Regions from separate parts of the Canis lupus genome. Here region 1 is linked to region 2. A link is a contact called in public Hi-C data. All regions are on one chromosome and are shown on one strand. Each heading gives the region's core, a stretch centred on a gene start, on an enhancer-like site or on the middle of the called end of the contact. The rest is flanking DNA. Distances are from core to core; before and after follow the strand shown. Region 1 holds the start of NFATC1 (nuclear factor of activated T-cells, cytoplasmic 1). Region 2 has its middle 15 kb from the start of CTDP1.

Region 1 (2,700 bases), core at 33-2,532, 160 kb after region 2:
GCCTGGGGCTCATCTGGGTCACCAACAAGTACCTCCCCAAAGCTGCCAGTCCTTGGAGGATGCGGCTCTGTGGCCATGGGCCCACTAAGGGGATGGTGCCACCGGGGACGGTGCTGGAAGGACGTCTGCCCTTATAAAAAGAGGAATCCCCACTACACGCTGGCATCTTTGCCAACTTTGCTAAAATAATTTAAAAAAATACTTGGGAGCCGATGAGGTGTTTGGGAAGCTGTCTCCCCATTTCCCGGGCACATCTGCTGTTCTGATCCCTACTCAGGGTGCTGGTGGCCCCTGCTGGAGCCTGTCCTCAGACACCTGCAGGAGCACCCCCGTCAGGAGCTCCAGGCCGCAGGGCCAGGTGCTGGCTCCTGTAGGGCGGAGGGCAGGCGTGCGGGGCCGTTGGCCAGACTCGGAGGCAGGAGTGTTTTCGGGACATACACTTAGGCACCTTTGGGACCACAAACAAGCGGCTTGAAACTCGAGGGTCCCTTTCACACTGTCCTGAGCCACTTTCTACAGCTGAACTCAACTCCCGGCTGCAAGATTGCAAAATGGATTGAATTAGGGGCTGTGTCCACACTGTGCATCCGATGCCCCAGAGTTCTGCCGGCGGAGCTACCAGCATGACGGCGCCGGGGTGGGGGTGGGGTGGGGGCGGGGGCGGGGAAGGGCGCAGACCCCACCTCACGTCCTGGGCTGGTCTCCTAAGCCGCCTGGTGGCCTTGCCCCACTGGGGAAGAAACCGGCCACCTCCGTTCCCAAAGAGCCCACCGACACCGTGGAGCGAGCCCTACCCTCACCCGGTCCCGGCCGCCCGCGCCTGAGCTGAGCCTGTGCCACGGTCCGCCGCCGGGCTGCGCGCAGCGCTGGGGAGAGGAGACACCTATTGGCAGGAGGGAGCGCTGGGAACCGGGGCTGCTCCGGGGAACACCAGGGGGACCCCGCTCCCCGGTTGGTGCCGCGCGCGCCCCTCGCCACGGCGGACCCCTCCCGGCGGCGGACCCCGGCCGGGCCCGCTCGCTCCCCCCCCGCCCCGGCCCGGCACCCGCGGGGGCCCGGGTAGGGGCGACCCGCCGGCTTACCTTCCTCCGCCGACTTCATGCTGCCGCCGGAGGGCGGCGCGGGCCCCAAACTTTCTCCGCTCCCGCAGACTGCAGCCGGAGGCCCGAGTGGAAACTTGGAAAGGGACTGGAAAACTGGTACTTGGCATCCACGCGGCGGCGGCGGCGGGGGGCGGGAGCGCAGGAGAGCGGGAGAGCGGGAGAGCGGGAGAGCGGGAGAGCGGGCGCTCGGCGCCGCCGCCCCGGCCGGCTCTCCCGGGAACGCAGACCTCTGCCCCGGCGGACGCGCGCCCGGCCCGGCTCAGCACCGCGCGCCCCGGAGAAGTGTCATCCAGGGGGGTGTGCGCGCGGGTGGCCCGGCTGCGCCTGGGGCCCGGGCTTGCTGGCGGGTGGCGGGGCTCGGAAGGGTGCGCTCCCGCGCCCCGGTGCCCTCGCCCGGCCGCGGGATCCGGCGCGGCGACTGTGCCGGCGAGTTTGGAGTCCTCCAAGTCTCGCTCTGACGCAGGGCCGCGCTCTGCCTCCTGCCTTTTTAAAGCTGGAAAACACCTCCCCGCCTCCCCGCCGGCCCGGCCGCTCCCGCGCCCCCTCCCTGCCGTGACATCACGCCCCCGCCCGAGCCAGCGCAGGGCCCGGAGGAAAAGTCTCCGAGCGCCGGCCCTCCCCGCTCCAGGCCGCTGCTCGCCCGGCCCGCTGGGCGCACGGGGGGCGGGCTGGGGGCGCACGGGGGGCGGCAGGGGCGCACGCGGAGCGCGGGGGCGCGCGGGGGGGCGGGCGCGGGCGCGCAGGGCAGGGGCGCGCGGGGTGCGACCCGGGCGCAGAGGGAGCGCGGGCCGGCCGGGACGCCGGGGTCCGCCGCGTCCTCAGGGAGTCACACTCGGCTGGGGGGAGGGGCCGGGAGCCGGAGACGAGGGCCGCCGAGGAGCCCCGCATGCTGAAGTCATTATGTAAAATCGCAGGCTTCCCCCGCTGTGGAAATTTGGAAAAGCGCTTCCACTGGCAGGCCCGAGAAAGGAAATTCCCATCCCGCTAAATTACTAACAGATTGCACGGCAGTCCCGGGACGTGGACTTATTGTCATTCTTACTCCGTAAATACCGGAGCGCCCCAGCCTGCCTGTTGCCTGCGCTCGCGGGGGGGTCGGGGAGGAGCAGGGGCGCAGCCGCCGCCGGCCGGGAAGGCGGGGGGGGGGGGGGCGACTCTGGGGTTTCCAGGCGGCGGGGGAGGGGTTTCGGGAAAGCCTCCCCAGCGCCCGCCGGTTCACTTTACACTTTCCCCGCCAACCCGCCTGCGTCTCGTCTGCGCAGCTCGGCGGCCAGGACCCGACCACGTTTTCGTGGTGGCCTCGGGTGAGGGGCCGGAGCGTCAGGGCGGCTCAAGTGTCTGCGGTGCAAAAGTCATCAATCTATTGCGGTTTCAAATAACCCCAAAAGCGAAGTTGTGTCTGTCGCGGGTACCCGAGAGCCTGCAGGACGCCGGTGGATGCCCCGGATGCCCCCACGGCCCGGGGCCCGGGCCCGGGGCGGGGGGGTAACATTTGACCCGTCGGCTGAGGCGCGCTGGCGAATCGGAACCACATTAATAATAGGACGGAGCCCAGCGGAAGCGGTGCCCGCGTCACCAGCGCCGGCTACGCGGGTAT
Region 2 (2,700 bases), core at 12-2,511:
AATCCTGGGGAAATTTGTTTCATAGGAGCCATAGATGTGGTTTCCAAACACACAAGTAAAAATTCCATTTCTGTTTTGAAGACTGCCGGTGGCTGGGATAGAAAGTAACGTCACCAAGACAAAGCACAGACAGGGACCCTACGGTGGCGCCACAGGTGATTTACTGTCACAGAAGATGGGGCTGGTTCTCCGTGCTGCTGAATCCTCCTGCAAAAGCTCCTCCTATAGAGCTTCTGCGTGTAGTTCACCCCTTTGCGGGGTGCAGCACAGTGGGGTATGGATATTCAGAGTCCAGGAGGGTTCATCCCGAGGAAGGCTCCCCGAGGCCAGCACCGCAGCCACTTCCCAGTGTGATAGGAGGTGGCCACCGCCAGGGGGGACGTTCCTCCCACCCTCCTTACTTAGGACAAGGCTAAGTGAACCAGATGATTAAGTAAATATGACTTTAAATAAATATATTAAGTACCTGATAGCACCAGTGACACAGGGGCATGCCGGCTGCCATGTGGGGGTGCTCAGGCATCTGAGGTTTGGGGACGGTGCTGAAGAAACGATCGTGGGAGGCTTTGGTACAAGCCCCTTCACCACAGTGAGAATGGGAAGCTCCACGTCTCCTCACCTGGTTTGGGGTCCTCCACCTGCTGATCGGCTTCCAAGTCCTTCACTCTTCTCCCCGGCCTCTGAAGCAAGGCCTCTGATTTATATCATGTTGTCGAGTAGCTGTGCCGGGGGAGAAGGCCCTTGGTAATTTGGAAATTCCTCATGCTGTTAATGCAATCAGGAAGCTGGCCCTTTACACAATTAGAGGCCTGGGGTGCGTGCTTGGAGTTACTAGCCTGTCACCCTGCGTGCAATGTGAGGTGGGGAGAGGAATGAGGAGGCTCTGGGGGCAGAGAGTGATTAGTGGAACTTAGCCAACAGTTTGGAAACCTGAAAATCAGATGTTTGGAAATAACCATTAGTCTGTGAGTCCAAGCTCTTTCTGGTCCCGTCCTGTCTTCCCCGTGGCGAGCCCTCACCTCCCACTGCCGGTGCTTCCTGGGCCCTCAGCTCAGTACCTGATTCCACCCTAGAGGCAATCCTGTGAGCTAAGGCATGTTCCTATTCTCATTTTCTGGGTGAGGAGACTGACATTCATTCGGCTGTAGCTACACTGGGTACTGGAGTGGTGGCGTCTGGATTCTGGCCTCTAACTCCAGAACTCTCTTGGTCTGTTATACTTTTGCAGAGTAGTCAGCATCCAGAAGCACAGGGGCTTGCCCGTAGCATACATGCCCTTAACCTGCCAGGATGACTGCTAGCTTTTTCATGGGGAAAACAATTAGAATGAAGAAACCCAAGACATTGTCGATTTCTCCATATCATGAAGTGTTGCAATTTTGGGGAATTCAGATACCAAGTAATTAATTGGCTTTGGGAGGGAGGAAAGATTGTGGTTTTGTAGACTCCTCTTGCATAAAATGGGTCTTATTTCCTACTATGAAGCAACTGCTTAAAATGCTCCAGGGTTATATAAAATGCATTAAGAAATATTTGTGGAGGGGCGCCTCGGTGGCTCTGTGGTTGGGTGCCTGCCTTTTGGCTCAGGTTGTGATCCTAGGATCTGAGATCAAGTCCTGCATCAGGCTCCCCTCGGGGAGCCTGCTTCTCTCTCTGCCTGTGTCTCTGCCTCTCTCTCTCAGTCTGTCTCTCTCGTGAATAAATAAATAAATAAATCTTTTTTAAAAAAGAAATATTTGTTGAGGAAATAAATAAATAGATAAATCAGATAATAAACATAGTATCTGGCCTTACAGAATGAACAAGACAATATGATGAGGCTTCGCACAGAGGCTGGTGTGGCACTGCCGTCGTCCTTGATTATTTGCAATTGCTGCAAGTAGTGTTGAAGACCCTGGGCAAGCAAGTTAGACTCTCCCTGTGGCTTTCTCCGCTTGGCAGTCTTTTCTGTCACCACACGGGGGCACAATTGGACCTTTGAAAATTATGTGTGCAGGATGAAATGTAATTCTTTGTATTTATAGCATCCTCGGAATAAAAATGGCAAAACTCAGTTTACTAATCAGGAAAAGAGAGGGATCAGGCTTGAATGAGAGGTGTGCTGTCACCATGCCAGGGGGGAAGAGGTTTAGGAATGGCCAGATTACACCTGAGAGGTCTAAGGGACCAGAAGCAGCCTGGTTGCCTAGAGCCCGGGTGCAGGGAGGAGGCTGAACACCTGTGAACCCAGGTGCAGGGGAGCAGGAGCCCGGGTGCAGGGGTGCAGCTGGGGCCACCTGCGTGGACCTCGGTGGGCCCACTCCTGCTATTATTGGGCTCCACGCCCACCACCCATGGATTACGACCTGTGTCCCTGGCACCTTGAGATGTCCAATTTAGAGGTGACTCCTGAGCATCCTGGTTTCTCGGGGTGGGCGGGGTGGGGAGGCCTGTGGGTGAGGACCCTGGGGTCTGATTGCAGTCACAGAGACCAGGAGTGACCAAATCACCCAAACCAAAGGGTAGGGGCTGGAGCATGGAGCTGGGGGCACAGGGAGACAAAGGAGCTGCGCCGTGATGGAGGCCCTGTGCCCAGCCCCAAGGAGCCTACTGTGCATCCATCTCCATAGCAGCTGGGGGTTATGAGCACTTATTACTGATGAGATGCCTGGACATCAGAGCCCGGTGGCATCAGAGACACTGGGGAACATGGATGTGGGT

What was found. Hi-C and Micro-C count contacts between places; a contact is called where the count stands out from the background.
Region 1: a contact with region 2 is called in a Hi-C map of blood, with 4 times the contacts expected there. The contact joins the promoter of NFATC1 here to the enhancer-like site in region 2. A contact is called at or near these places in 3 of 9 Hi-C or Micro-C datasets (amygdala and blood).

The regions. Positions count from the first base shown.
Region 1 is chr1:1,091,285-1,093,984 of UU_Cfam_GSD_1.0, forward strand. It overlaps NFATC1 (nuclear factor of activated T-cells, cytoplasmic 1), which reads right to left and starts at 1,283. Exons shown (of 13, transcript XM_038525723.1): 1 at 1,083-1,283. The coding sequence starts at 1,210.
Region 2 is chr1:928,705-931,404 of UU_Cfam_GSD_1.0, forward strand. No RefSeq gene overlaps it. Among named protein-coding and RNA genes, the nearest start is that of CTDP1, 15 kb to the left of the region's middle. Within about 2 kb of position 1,262, at least 2 of the 20 cell types and tissues checked have an H3K27ac peak or open chromatin away from gene starts, as enhancers often do. A contact at or near this core is called in blood, where this site is marked.